2 separate regions of the Sus scrofa genome follow, and region 1 is linked to region 2. Evidence: chromatin contacts called from public HiChIP or PLAC-seq data. All regions are on one chromosome and are shown on one strand. Each heading gives the region's core, a stretch centred on a gene start, on an enhancer-like site or on the middle of the called end of the contact. The rest is flanking DNA. Distances are from core to core; before and after follow the strand shown. Region 1 overlaps LOC110256842 (a long non-coding RNA gene). Region 2 holds the start of PWWP2B (PWWP domain-containing protein 2B).

Region 1 (7,109 bases), core at 2,194-4,693, 46 kb before region 2:
CTGAGGCACGTGAGCGTCTCTCCCCTGCCCTGTCGGAGCGGGTGGGGCTGGCAGGCAGGCCAGCGGGCAGTCGCCCGATGGGGACGGTCACCCAGGCCCGCCGGTCACTCCCCTAGAAGGCGTTAGGACCTGTCCGCTTCAGGACGTGCCCCACCTGAGCGCCCTGGGGCCTCCCAGGACAGGGGTCCCTCCGCAGACACCACACCCACGTGCACACAAGCTTGCACACACATCTGCCATGCACATCCTTCACAAGCACACGCACACCTGCAGGTGCTCACACTCAGACACGCCGCCTACACACACACACACTCACGCGTCTGTGACATCCAGTGGCTTCTGTAGCCGTGGCCCCCGAGAAATCCGGGTCACGGAACTGGAGGACACGAACGGGAAGGCAGAGACCGAGACGGGGCTGGGCCAGGCCCCGGTGGTGCTGCTGAGGGCAGAGGCCCGGAGCCTCTGGCTGTGGGCACAGCTGAGCACGCGTAAAGCAAGCAGCTGCCTGGGTTAGCCTGCAGCATGGGGGGCACCTGCAGGCCCCGACACGGGGCCGCCCCCAGGAAAGCTGGGGCCTCCTCACTGTCAGCCTCTCCAGACACCCGCCTCGCCCTCACTCACCCCGAAAAGGAGCCATCGGCAGCCCCACTGGACAGAGGAAGAGACTGAGGCCCGGGGGTGGAGGCCCGCGCCACGACAGACACTCAGGCCTGGACGCTCCAGTTCTGCAAGCTGCCCCCACCTGCTCCGCTGGCCGCACGGTCACACCCCTGCCTGGTCAGGGCTGGGTTGGCACACACCGTCCTCCAGCAGCTCCTCCCGGGGTCTCTCCCCACCGAAAGGCTCAGCCACCTGCAGAGGCCACCCCGAGACCACAGGCAGTGGAGATGTGGTGACAGTCCTGGCCGGAGGTCAGCTCTCCCCCCGGGTCCAGGCCCAGCGGCCAACGGCCCCAAGTCGGGGCTCAGATGGATCCACTCCTGCGAGTCCGGGCGAGCCTCCTGGACGTGGGGGTCCACGCTGCCTCATGGCCGCCGTCTGGAAAAGGGCCCGAGCTGGTGCAAGGAGAAGGGGGCTTGGGGAGGAGAGGGGCAGGTGGGACTCTGGGCCAGGGCGACATGGGGGGCAGGGGCTCCTCAGTGGCTCCGGGTGACCCCTCTGCCCAGCAGAGGGCCGGGCCCCCTCCCACCACCCTTGACTTTCCAGGGACTCCCTTTCCCCAGGGTCCCTGGGAGGGGGGAGTGCTGGATTGGCTGGGACCCCTGGGGTGGGGATGGCGAGCCTGGCGCAGGGAGAGGGCCGTGCCCCCTGCCAGACCACAGCCAGGTCTCGGGGAGGACAGGCCGTCTCCTGCTTGAGGTCCCGCCTGCCCGGTGGGTGTGGACTGTGGGAGCTGCCGTCCAGCCACCTGAAGGCAGCCTATGCAGAGGGTCCCAGCACCGGCGGTGGTGGGGGGACTCGCCTCCACAGCACCCTGGGCACACCTGTCCCAGCCCCAGTGCCCTCCTGGCACCTGGGAAAGTCCAGCCTGTGGTGTTGGCCAGGCCAGGCCAGCACAACTCAGGTGACCATCTCAAGAGCTGCACCACAAATCAGGCAATTCTTTAGGAAGATGGTGTGGTGTTTTATACACTGACTCAGCTGCATTTAAAAAGGGGGCTACACTGCCAGGGGACACCCCCAAGTCCACAGGGCCACACAAAGGCGGGGGTGGAGAAGAGCCACCATGCAGGCCACGCCCCCTGGGGCTGTGACCACCCAGTCCCAGCTGACCCCACTTGTCCCCACCTGTCCTCATCGTGGCCCAGATGAGCTTCCAGGACTTGGACCTTTGAGCAGCTGACCCGCCTCGCGGACGGGTCTTCACAGCCCCACGGGCCGGCACCCCCCTCACAGCCCCCCGCGGCCACCCGCCCCACCTCGGGCCTCGTCTCCATCTCTCCCGAGACGGCACTGTCTCTTCGTATTTTCACTCTTTCCATAATGAGAGCGTTTACAGCACTTTACAAATTACAATTTATTTAAAGACCAGAAAGCACAGGACAGCCCTAGGTTCCCAGAGGCGCTTTGAGCCCAGGCGGCTCAGGACCCCTCCCAGCAGGGGCGGGGGGGAAGGGAAGAGCCAGCCTCACTCTGCTCCCCTGGGGTGGGGGGGGCTCTTTCCTTCCTTTGGGGCTAAACCCCCGGTCCCAGCAGGGTATGCAGCCAGCACGCTGCCCTGTGCAGGAGGCCGGCCGCCCTGCAGGGTCGCGGTCCCTGCTCCCGGCACAGAGCCATCACGTAGGCTGGACTTTAATTAAGAATTTGATGGGCGGTTTCTTTCCTGCCTCCGCGGGGCAGGCCGGTAGCCTTCTCCTGGAGACCAGGGGACCGCTCCTGGCCGCCCTGGCACTGCCCCCTGCCTGCAGGGTCTGAGGAGTCTCAGAGCTGTCCTGATGGGGCTGCGGGGCCCGCATAGACGTGGCTGCCCTTGGTCCCTGGGAGCTGGTGAGAGGGTCCAGGGGTGGGGGCCTCCTCTGCCGCCTGGGGTGGCCCAGCCCCTGGGATCGCTGCCGCCCCAGCCTTCCGGGCCCCGCCTTCCTGGCCCCAGGATCCACCTGTTAGCACAGGCCAGCTGGGGTCAGGTGGCCCCACAGAACCGGCTTTTCCAGCCACCCTGCTTGCCTGGCCTCGCCCAGGCCCTGGGGTGCGGGGTGCATAGGCGGCCCATGGGGAGGAAGGCGCTTCTCCTGGCCAGGGGGCCTCTGCAGTCTGTGGGGGGGAAGGAACCCCAGGATGCCTGTGGGTCCCTGGGGAGGGAGGGGGGCACCCTCCTTCAGGCTCACCGGCTACCTACGTGCGCACACGCACCCATCCCCCCACCCCCCCAACACGTGGACACACTCAGCCACGCGTGCACGCGTGCACACACACACCTATGCACACATGTGCACACAGGAACACACACACATGCACCCGCCCCCACCTGTGCGGGCCCACCCAGGCCCTGCCCAAGGCCCCAGGAGCCCCTGCCAGGCCGACCTCCTCCTGTGACCTGTGGGTGGGGGGCAGGCCCCTGGGCCACACGGGTCACTCCTAGGGCCCCTCTTGGCCTTCCCGGGCCTGCAGAGGGAGAGGCCCACCTCCCAGGTCCTTGGACCCCAGGCCATTCGGCCCAGCTGACACACCTGGGGACCCTTCCGGCCGGAACAAACCAAGCCCGAGGCCAAAGATCCCCCCCAGGAAGTCCAGCCCTGAGCCCACAGCTCCCCTCAGGCAGGAGACCCCCCACCCCCACCCATCCTGGGCCTGTGGCCTGGAGCCAGCGAGCTGCCTGCTGACCCCTGGCTGTGACCTGCAGCGCCCAGGGCCCTGGGACCCACCAGGCGCCCAGCCTCGGCCCTCCTCCCCCTCTCCCTGCCCCTCCTCCCCCCCTTTCCCTCCCGGCCCCTCCCTGCACTTCCTCTGCTCCTCTCGCAATGTGAGTCAGCACGGAGCTGAGAGGTTCTCGGCCAGCAGTCAGGGAGCCCTCCCTGGCCGCCAGGCCGCTTCGCTTCCCGAATGCTCTGCAGCTGAGGCTGACCCGCTGACCCAGGGTGGAGCCCTGCCCAACACCCACCCCCCATCAGGCTTCTTCCTGGGGTGGGGGTGCAGGAAGGACCAGCCAGAGAGCTGACCCTGGGGTCCCGCCTCTTCCTGTCCCCCTCCCTCCTCTACCTGGGCCCCGGGGTGGAGGAGGGCGGGGGTCTTCCCCCCCTGACCAGAAGTACCTTCCTGCTGCTCTGCTCCCTGTGAGGCCTGTGCGGAGGGAGGCCAGGGGGTGGGGGGGGCAGGCCCTGCGGGGCAGTGTCAGGGCCTCGTGCCCACGAAGCAGCCCGAGGCTCAGGGAGCAGCCTTGCCGGCCTGGTGCTGCGGAGCCTCGGCTCTCTGTCCCCCAAGGTCAGCCTTGCCCAGGGCGGACTGCCTGTCACCACAGCTCTCCAGCTGTGGCCTCCACCTTGGGCCTCTCCAAGGAAACTGCTGGAACCTCCTGCCTCAAGGCTCTCGCTTGGGCCAGCCCCTGACCACGGACGCAGCCAGCTCTCATCTGCAGGACGTGTGCACAGCAGAGAAGGCCCAGCACCGTCTGTAACCAGGGCGTCCTCGCTGGGACGCCAGGACTCCTCACTGTTTCTGAGGACTCAGGGGCCCCGGCACTTCTCCTAAGGGGGAAGGGGACAGACCCTAAATCTCGGCTACTCTGTCACTCAGAAAAACCCTCGCGTTTTCCCTTTCAAACCAGAGGCCCCTTCTCACCACTGGGCCTCCCTTTAAACACAGGCAGAAGCTTAGACCTCAAGGTCTTTGCTTGATAACACTGGGGGCGGGCGGGAGAGGAAGTGGGCTGGAGAATTCACGCTTCCCCCCTTGGAGGACAGGGGAACATCCTGGGTCCCAGCCCTGGCTGGGCTGGGGGGGTGAGGCCAAGGCTGAGTGCTCAGCCCAGGTGGGAAGGGGTGTGGGGGGCGCCAGGCCGATGCCCTGGCCTGGGAGGACAGGATTCCAGGGAGGCCGGCCCCTTCCGGAGCTCCTGGGAGCGGTAAGCAGGCCATCACCCCTCAGCCGAGAATCAGGAACTCCCAGGCTCCAGGACACCCACTCGCTCAGCTGAGCCTGGCAACAGCTCGTAAATATTCATTGGAAAATTAAAGTCCCATTAAAGGTTATCTCATTGCTGACGCTTGTGAATTACTTTTGTTTTAATATGAAATGCCAGCGAGCGAGGCCTGGGGTCCCCTCTGAGCGAGGCCTGGGGTCCCTTCTCCCACCTGCCCATGTGGGCCTGTGGTCAGCGCCAGGGACTCAGGGAGGAGCAGGGTGGGGACAGCTTGGCTGGAAGAAGGTGGGGAGGGGCCCTCCGGCCCCACCCGCTGGGTCCGCCAGAGCAACCTTGTAAGAACCATACATCTTCTTCCATTTTCCAGATTGCTCTGGCCCCTTTCCACACTTTAAAACATTTTCCTGTGGACAAGCCCAGCCACACCCAAGCAGAGACGAGGGCCGTGGGGTCCAAGCTACGCCCCCTGGTCTCTTGTTCTGCAAACACGTCCTTGGGTTTCTCTACAGGGCCCTGAGCCCCCGTCTTCTCGCGCTCTTTCCTCCACTCCTTCACCAGCTGCTCCGCCTGATGCTGCTGGTAAGGGGCACATTTCAAAAGAACTAAGCATTCACCCTTTGGGGCTGGTCAAACATCTGGCTCTAAGACAGCGGTGTCCTATGAGCTCACTTGGGTTACAGACACACACCTACCCACACACATGCCTGCCCCATGACGTTTCTGAGAAGACAAGACCAGGCTTAAAGGAGTCGTCCTGGGTGGATGGGGGTGGTGCTGAAGGTGATTTCTGACTGTCGGGGTTTTGTGCGTGTTCTTTAAGAAGCATGGGTTGGTTTTGTAATGAGAAAATCAGCTTAAAAACATGGAACAAGACAAGATGCCCATTCTCACCAATCCATTCAGCAGGGAATTGGAAGTCCTCGCCAGGGAAATGGGCAAGAAAAAGAAATATGAGGCATTCGCATTAGAAAGGAAGACGTCAAACTGTCCCCATTTGCAGGTGACATGGTAGTGTATGCAGAAAACCCTAAAGACGCCACCAAATGTTAGAATTAATAAATGCACTCAGTAAAGTCGCAGGACACGAAAATCAATACACAAAGATCGGCGGCATTTCTGTACACTAACAACTAGCAGAAAGAGAAATAAAGAAAACATTCCTATTTATAATGACGTAAGATGGAATAAAATATCTAGGAGCAACTTTAACCAGAGAGTCAAAGACCTTTATATTGAAACTACAAGACATTCGGGAAAGAAATTGACAAAGAATCAAGTAACTGAAAAGGTGTCCCGTGCTCATGGATCAGAAGACTCAACACTGTTAAAAATGTCCCCACTACCCAAAGCAATCTACAGATTCAGTGCCACCCTGTCAAAATTCCAATGGCATTCTTTCAGAGAAATAGAATGAATAATCCTAAAATTTGTATGGAGCCACGAAACACCCCCAAAGAGCCAAAGGCATCTTGAGGAAAAGATGCCTTTTTTTTTTTTAATAAATTTGCTTTTATTTTTAGTGAGAAAAGGTCTTTATGCTATTGAACAAAAAAGGAAATTCATTTATTTACTCAGTGGCATTACAAACTCACATTTACATCAAAATAATAAACCATCAGGACACAGGAAAAAAATGCAGAGATTTAAGGATATTTGCTTCTCTTGAACTTGAGTAGCAGAAGCAGGACTGTTCTCATGCTCCTGACAATGCTTATGCAACAGGATGCTGGGGGTTCTAGGGACCTGATGCAAGGGCCTTCAAGAACTCCTCGAGTTGTTCCATCTTTTCAGCTCGGGCACGATGCTCTCGGTGCCTCGACGCTAGGCTAAGGAGGACGTTCTTCACCCGATGTTGTACAGTTGGTCGTCCGAAGACTGTGATTTCGACCAAGTTCTCCGCGTTAACTGTGTCTACCATCAGCAGGCCTGGCTCATCCACTCAATCTTTGGAACCAGGACTTGGTTTGGGCCTAAAGAGAGAGGCTGAGCAGCGGCATTGGTCAAAGAGCAGGAAGAGCTAGCTGTAAGGGAAGGGGAGCAGGAAGGGCTGGAAGCTGGGGAACTGGGATGATGACCGGGGAACTGGAAAAGGAACAAAAGTTGGAAGTTGAGGAAAAGGAACCAAAGTTGGAAGCATCCCACGTCCTGATTTCAGTCTATGTGACAAAGCTCCAGCATTCAAATGGTGTGGTGCTGTCGTAAAAACGGACACACGTAGAAGGATGCACGAGACTGGAGAGTCCGGAATGAACCCACCCACGGATCATCTGTTCATTCAAGACAAGGAGCCAAGAATATGCGATTAGGAAAAGGACAGTCTCTTCGATAAGTGGTGCTGGGAACAGGACGGCCACGAGCCAAAGCATGAGGCCTACACACACACCCGAACTCAAAACAGGTTACAGCCTTGGCCGTAAGACCTGAAAGCATAAACCTCCTAGAAGGAACCTTGGGCAGCATATGCTTCGTGACACAGGTCTTGGCGGTGACGTTTTGGATTTGAGACCAAAAGCAAAGGCAGCAAAAGTAAAAA
Region 2 (7,438 bases), core at 646-3,145:
ACAGTGTTTTTAAACCCCGCCGCTGAAACCACTGCGGGCCACCAAGCCAAGCCTCGGCGCCCACTCCTCCCGGGAGCCCGAGGCCCCCCTGACCTTAGCCACGTCACCCCCACTCGTCAGTACCTGACAGGGCAAGTGCGGCCGCGCATCTGAACCCACTCCCCCCACCCCAACGGATGACAATTCCGAAGACAGCCGGATTCAACAGTGCGTCTGAACAAAGAAAAGTGAGTTAATTATGGCAGACCTGCGGAGTTGGGAGCCGGAGGCGCGGCGGGGGGCGCGGGGGCGCGGGCTCCCCGCGCTGCGCTCAGGCTCCGGCTCGGCGCCCACCGCCGCGCTCCGCGCCCGGCCGGCCGGTCCCCCGCCCGAAAAGTCGCGACGACTTTGAGCACCACTTCTGCCCCCCGAGTGGCGGCCGCGCTCGCGCACCCCGAAACCGGGGCTGGGGAAACCGAAAGCGGGCGCCAGCCCCGCGCCGCCCCGCCCTGGAGCCGGTCCCGGCCCGGGGCCAGCAGGGAGGGGGGGGTCCCCAGGGGATTCCGGGGGTGTCCCAGGGCCGGCGCCCTCGCCCCCGCTCACTTTTTCGTGCAGTCCAGCAGGATCCCGGCGAAGCTGCGCTCGCCGCAGCTCACGGTGACCAGCAGCGCGCCGTTGACGACCTGCTCCACCCGCACGGGCAGCCGGCAGCCGACCCGCGGCTCCATGCTCCGCGTCCCGGCCCGGCCCCCGCCCCGCGCCGGGTCAGCCCCGCGCGTGACGCCGCCCGCCGGCCGCCTGACGTCACAAAGCTCCGCTCGGGGCGGCCTCCGCGAGCGGGCCGGGGGCGCGGGGAGGGGCGCGCGGGCCACCGGCGCCCGCAGACGCGCGCCGGGCCGTGCGGCCTCCACGCCCGGCGTGGAGACGCAGTGCGGAGCCCCACCGCGACGGGGCAGGACGGGGCAGGACGGGGCAGGGCTGCGCTCCACCCCCGGCGACGCTGGCGGCGAGCGCCCGCGGAAAGGACCCGAGAGCGGGCGCAGGGAGGACGGCCCGGCCCCTGGGACCCCGCCTCCGCTGCCGGGGGGCCCACTCGGGTCGCCGGGCGCTCCCGGCCCCAGGGTGTCTTCCTTACTCTCCCCTCTTCCCGGCCGCGGCCCTCCCTCCCTCGCCATCGCCCCGGCTTCCCCGCCTCTGGGTCTGGCGCCGAGTGGCCACCCGGGCACCGCGGGGAGGAAGTCCCGGTGGCGCGAGCAGGAAGCCCGGCAGGCCGGGCGGAGGAGACGCGGGCGCCGAGGGGACACCAGCGGGCGCGCCGCAGCGGCCCAGTTTCGCCTTCGCCGCATGGGGGGCACTTGACCCCCGCGGGCTCGGCGACTCCCCGGGTGACGAGAGCGCGCGCGCGCCCGGCCCTGGCCCGCCCGCAGCAGGGCTGGGGAGGGTTATCCGGTCCTCGATCTCGCTCGCGTGTCCCCGGGGCGCCCGGGAAATGGCAGGTTCCTTGCGACCCGGCCGCGGCCGGAGGGGTTGGGGCGCCACACAGCCAGTGGACAATGGAAGGGCCTGCCTTCGCTGAGCCGGAGCGGGGCTCCCCGGCGCGTGCAGCCGGCCGGCGGGTGGGGGGCGTGGGGGGCGCTGAGCCGCCGTGGGGGCCTAACGCCGGGGCCGGCTCCCGACCCTCCCGAGCACCTCCGCGCCCCCCACGGGGCTCGGGACCCCCTCGGGCCGCCCGCAGGGCCCGGCCGGTTGCGGCGACCTGGCCCTGAGCGCCGCCCGGCCCAGCCCGGCCCCCAACGCCGGCCTCACTGCGCTTGACTGGGCGCGGGAGACCCGCGGGCGGCCGGTTGTCCTGACGACTCGGACGCCGCCGCCCGGCCCCGCCCTCCCAGCCGGCCGCAGCCCGCCCGGCTCGGACCTGAGCCGGGGCCGCCACCCCTGGCGCCGCCGCGGACACTGGGGCCGCCTCCGCGCCGCGCGGCCTTGCCCTCCGGCGGCCGCGCGGCGCGGGGAGCCGGCCGAGAGGAGCCCGGGCGGAGCCAGGGGCCCCCCGGGGCTCTCGCAGTGTCTCGCCGCCCCCTCCGTGCCCTGTACACCGCTGGGGACCGAGGCCCTACAAATCGGAGTCGGGGCCCCAAGCAGCCCCAGAGGAGGCCGCAGGGGGAGAGAACGCCTGCCCTCGGCCAGGCCTGAGTTAACCGCAGACACCAGCCACCCCCACCCCGCAGAAGGGGACCCCAAGGGGTGGGGGGCTTGAGCACTGGACACAGCCACCTCTCCAGGGTCAGCCGGCCCTGCCGGTGACTGCTGGACCTCAGCTCTCCCGAGCTGTCAGGCTGACTTTGGAGCAGAAAGGCCAGGCAACAGGGACCCCTGGTGGCCCTGGGAGGGGGGACTGGTCAGAGCCTGTCCACCCGCTCAGCAGAGGTGCCAGCCTGCTGGAGATGCCTGCTGGGCACCACTCCTCCTGGGCACTGGGGACACACAGCACACCGGGAGCTGGGGACACACTAGGGAGCCGGGTGGGGCGGTCAGGGTTGTGCACAGGGAACTGTGTGCAGAGGGGGGTGTCCAGGAGAGCAGGCGACCACCAGAGAAATGTGTACTGGCAGGACCGCAGAGGCGGGGGTGGGGGTGCTGGGGAGGGGCCCTGAAAGGTGCAGAGGCTGAGATGAGGAAGGGGGTCCCCGGGGGTGGCTCCCAGGTGTCTGCAGGACCAGCTTGGGTAGGAGGACAAACACACTGGCGACCAGCTGGGCTTTGTGTGGGGGGGGGGGGCAGGGACCACCCTGCAGCTCCTGAGGTCTGTCAGAGCCCAGAGGGGAGCACTGGGCCCCAGCCTGCTGTGTGTCTTGAACTCTGAGCGTGAACTTGCAAGCCCTTTCTTTCAATCTTTAATTTACTGACACGCAGCTGGCCTGAACCTTGTGTTCGGCTCAGCAAGGTTACCCCGGCCCACGGACGTGCAGGGCCTGCCCATCGCCTCTTCCGCTGGTGTTTGTTACAGGACAGGGGATGCCGTCCTGGCGCGGACAGTGGAACCTCCTTTGGGAGCCATTTTTAAAACCCCTCCTCCAGGAGCTAGAATAGCGAGAGAAGAGTCAGCTGACAGGAGACGGATTTGCATTTTAAAGGGTGGCTGTGGGGACCTCACCCGGCGGCCCGCCCACTCCCAGCCCGGCCCCACCCCTGCTCCTGCGGCTTCCCCACCCAGCCCGTTTCCGGGAGCCCTGGGGAGTTTCCAGACTCGCAGACTAAAGGGCAGAGTCCTTCAGAGGGGCCTGGTCACTTCGCCCCCACCCGCTGCCTCCCCCTCCTGACCTGGTGCCCCCTCCTGCACGGCCCCCGCAGGGCTGGCCTCTACCTGCTGATCCTGGAGGGAAACCCCTGCGCGGCAGCCCTCTGAGAGCTGCCCACGGGCAGGGCCTGGGAGGAGCCTGGGCCTCTCCCTGGGTCTCTGGACTTCGGCCCTAAAGCCCTCCCCCGGCTGCGGGCACCACCACGGCCACTGCCAGGCCTACCCAGCACCGGGGCCTTGGCCTGGCCCGTTCAGGGCACCAGCAGAGTGACCAGGGCTGGCTGGCCTGGTCAGATGGGCTGGGCGTCGGCATGGAGGGCAGGGGAGGCCGTCCCAGCTCAGCGTCCCTCCTTGGGGCCCTCACCCACAGGAGAGCCCCCGAGCCTGCCCAGCGCCAAGAACAGAATTATGCCTTTGTCATCCTCTGACTCAACATGAGATGGGAGGCTCCCAGAAGCCTCCCTCTGACCGGAACGAGAGCCGCCGCCGTCACCAGCCTGTTCCGGGTTTGCCTGGCCAGGCGGCTGCTGTCCTGGCCCTGCCCCTGCCCCTCTCCAAGCCCGGCCTGCTCCCACTGCCTTCCCTGGCGCTCACCAGAGCAGCCTGGCAGGCAGATCTTTTGCAGCACAGCCCAGTCTTCCAGAGACAGGTGCTTCCGAGATGGAACCGAGGCTGCTGGGTCAGGGGACTTCGGGCCTGGGCCATGGGTCAGAAGTCGCGGTTTCTCCAGAGCCAGCGCCCAGAGCAAAACGTGTGAGGGCCGGGTGCTCAGGCCAGGCCACCGCGGGGCGTGTCAGCCCCCCAGCTGCAGGGAGGGAGGAGACAGGGCCCGGGCCAGGGTGCCCATCTCACTAAGCACCCACTTACCACGTGCTCGGCTACCCCAGTTCCGGGGCCGAGTGTGGTGCCTGCGCCGACGGGGCTCCTTGAGGCTGGAGCCGGTGCGCAGCCCTCGCGGTGGTCGTGCTTGTCACTGTCCCCTTCCCCCTGCAGGCCACAGATCCTGTCGGACGGAAGCCCTGGGTCTGCAGGCCTGCCTGTGTTCTGTCTGACCGCCCCACGGGGTCAGGCCTGGAGCCTCAGCCGCTGCCCTTGTCACATCTGCAGGCCTGGCTGAGGACAAGCCTTCCCGGGCTCATAGGGAGAGGGGGTTGTGAGCGTGGCCTTGGGCCAGACGGCTGGAGTCCTGCTGGCTGAGCTTGGCCTACCTGCCCTGCGCCTGGGCGTCTGCGTCTGCAAAGGGGAAATGACGCCAGTTGTTTCCTTACAGCGGCGCTGAAGTGCGCTGTACACGCGTGATGTGCTCCGCAGGGCACCAGCCGCCAGTGGGGACTGCGAGTTCGCTGCTCTCGGCATCCTCACCCTCACGCTGTCATCACCACCCGCATCGGCACCCCGCGTCACGGCCCTCCCCACAGCTGGCCATCCCCGGTGCCCCATCGGCCCCGGCCAGCACGGAGCCCAAGGGCCCCGGTCAGGGTCTGGTGCCTCCTAGAGAGCGTCCCATGAGCCCACCCTCCTGCCTCCTCGGCAGAGGGGCGAGGGAGCCCCGTGAGCAGGGCGGCTCTCTCCGCCGGGAGCCCGAATCCCCCAGACCCAGAACGAGAGGCCAGAGGTCGCGGGCACCGGAAGCAGAACGTCTTTAGGATGGGACTCTCCTCCTCGAGTGACCGCTTTTGTTTCAGAACAGTCGGTCTGCAGCCCTTCTTTCTCTGAACCGGCCGCGTCCTCTCCAAGCGGAGCCTGATCACTCCTGTTGGAGAAACAGCGCGCGCTCCGGGCGGGGGCCGGGTCCCGGAGAAGTGTGGGTGTCGGGGACGCGCCCGCAAGCCCGCCCCGGCCCTCACCGCGCCGGGCTTGCTGCCCGCCCTTGACGTCCCGGAGCAGAGACAGAGGACCCTCCCCGGGTGCGCCGTCCTGTGAGAGGCGAAGCTGGACGGGATGGCAGTGCTCCTGCGAAGCCCCGTGAGACTGCGCAGCACTGCCTCCTGCATCCGGAGACAAAGCACCTTGCAGGCATCGAGCCGGAGCGTCACGGCCCACCGTGAACCTGGGGGCTCAGGGTGGAAACCTCATGCCCACCACGAAGGGGGTTGGGAGGAGGAGGGCAGCCGCCGGCCCGGAGCGCGGGGGCGCGCCAAAGAGACGGTTGCAGTGCGGCCAGACCTCGCGTCTCCCCACGCAGACGAGTGCGCAGCACCGTCGCCTGCATGTCTGATTTTCTCGAATTAGCAGTGATTTTTTGATGTTCTGACTTCCTGGTCTTTGTTGCCAAAAACTCCTGTACATCCTGGCTCCCCACTTGCCTCTCAGGCGCGGTCTCTCAGATGGACCTGAGATGCCGTGTCCTGGGCTCAAAGCCTGTTTTGTCCACCAAATAAAACAAAGATCTCAACTTGTAGGTCATGTATTTTTTCCAGTGGCCACCTGTACCAAGGGGCGGTGTGTGCAGGGCAGTGTGCACAGGGCAGTATACACAGCAGCCCGGAGCCGGTTCCAGTCCCAGGGCTGCTGCTCCTTGTGGAAACGTGCCTGAGAAACTCGGACTTACAGGCCATGAGGCACAGAAAAGCAGGTGTGTCCCCGCCATCACCACTGTCCCCTGACCACTGGCTGGGGGGTGCTGGGGCCCATCACTGGGAGGTGGGGGGGCTCGGCCCCACTCAGCCCCGGAAGCGCAGGCACCAAATACCTTTAAATAACTCGGGAGGGGGAAACTCTAGGGGGACAGCAGATGGCCGGGCAGCGGAGGCTCAGAGAGTCTGGCGGCCTCACTGCCCCGAGCTGCGCCCAGGGGGCCAGGGAGGCCAAGTCAGGGAACAGCTCATTGCCACCTCCCGAGCCTGTCCTGCCAATCGCAGGGACTGGGGCAGGCCTCAGTCTTGCCCAAGTGCCTGCTGAGGCCTGGGGGACCCTGTGCTCCAGGTTCCCCCAACCCTAACCCAGCACGGGGCTGCGGGTCTCAGGCCTGGGGGACAACCCTCCACCCCCAGGGTTGGGAGGCCCAGAGCTGTTTGCTACCTCTCAGCCCCACCCAGGCAGACGTGGAGGGCGACGGCTGTGCTGGGGGTGCTGCTCCCGAGTCCTGCCCTCCTTGTGGCACAGGCTGCCCGGAGCCCCAGCTCTGCTCCGTGAGGACACTGGGCCCTGCAGGCTGGACACACGCAGCAACACACACAGCCCCAAGTGGGGTCTGCTCCTTCCCTGAGCTTCAGGCTCCCAGCCCTGAGGGGACAGCAAGACCCCCAGGAGGCAGAGGTGGGGAGGCACAGCCAGCCCCTGAGCACATGCTGCAACCTCCCTCAGGCCCTGGGGGCAGCCTGCCCTGTTCCCCGAGCCTCCCTACAGGCAAGGTGTCCCCAGGCCGGGTGTCCACGCCACCCCCGCACCACGCATCCTTCTGAGATACGGAGGGCCTGGCGGGGTGGTGCCCCCGGGCTGGCCAGTGTGTGGGGGTCGGAGGGCGCAGCTGTGGGCTCGATGGTCCACAGGCAGCTTGTGGGAGGAGAAGGGGCTGGGGCCACTGGCCGGGCCTGACCGTCCCACCTGGAACTCGTTTCAGGGCCAAGACTCAGGAACCCCCACTAGTGGCGTCTGATGAGGGTGCAGGTGTCTGGTCGAGGCGTGAGGTGCCAGCAGGGGCAGCTGCTGGGCTGTGGACGAGGAGGGTCCAGGTCCGGCCATGCAGCCCCGCGGGGCCATGTGCTCAGGCCAAGTCCTGCCTGAGGTGTCGCCTGCGGCTCACAGCCGACACCTGGGAGCAACTGGGGGGCACCCCCATAATTGTGCGCAGGTGAGTCCCTGCCCCCAGCAGTCTCTGCCCCCCAGGGGTTGCGCCTTTCTTGGGGCTCTTCCTCTTGAGCCCCCCCGTCTCCGGGGGCGCAGATCTGGGCAGTCAGGCTGCGGGATGCTCTCACTCGGTGAAGGAAGGAGAGAGGACAAAGCAGCAGAGGGGAGACAGGTGACAGTGACAAGGGCCACCCCCACCCACCCTAGACATCCCCAGTCTGCCAGGGGAGCAGGGCTGCGCTACGACAGGCCTCCAGAACCACCCCCACCCTCAGCTCGAGCGACCTTCCGAGCAGGTGGGTCCCTCGGGCAGGTCGGAATTCGTGACGGGAGGGCAGGCGCAAGCAGTCATGTCGTGACAGAATCAGGATGGAA

The links. HiChIP or PLAC-seq counts read pairs in DNA pulled down with a chosen protein or histone mark.
Region 1: an H3K27ac HiChIP or PLAC-seq map of alveolar macrophages shows a contact between it and region 2, with 5 times the contacts expected there. The contact joins the enhancer-like site here to the promoter of PWWP2B in region 2. A contact is called at or near these places in 12 of 47 Hi-C or Micro-C datasets (alveolar macrophages, embryonic fibroblasts, epiblast stem cells and 6 more) and 2 of 2 datasets of contacts at active chromatin or transcription factors (alveolar macrophages and skeletal muscle).

Annotation. Positions count from the first base shown.
Region 1 is chr14:140,678,070-140,685,178 of Sscrofa11.1, reverse strand. It overlaps LOC110256842 (a long non-coding RNA gene), which reads right to left. Exons shown (of 2, transcript XR_002338865.1): 2 at 6,118-6,559. Among named protein-coding and RNA genes, the nearest start is that of PWWP2B, 46 kb to the right of the region's middle. Within about 2 kb of position 3,443, at least 22 of the 83 cell types and tissues checked have an H3K27ac peak or open chromatin away from gene starts, as enhancers often do. A contact at or near this core is called in alveolar macrophages, liver and retroperitoneal adipose tissue, where this site is marked.
Region 2 is chr14:140,630,263-140,637,700 of Sscrofa11.1, reverse strand. It overlaps PWWP2B (PWWP domain-containing protein 2B), which reads right to left and starts at 1,895. Exons shown (of 3, transcript XM_021073880.1): 1 at 583-1,895. The coding sequence starts at 1,325. It overlaps LOC110256841 (basic salivary proline-rich protein 2-like), which reads left to right. Exons shown (of 2, transcript XM_021073882.1): 1 at 1-227; 2 at 4,545-5,666.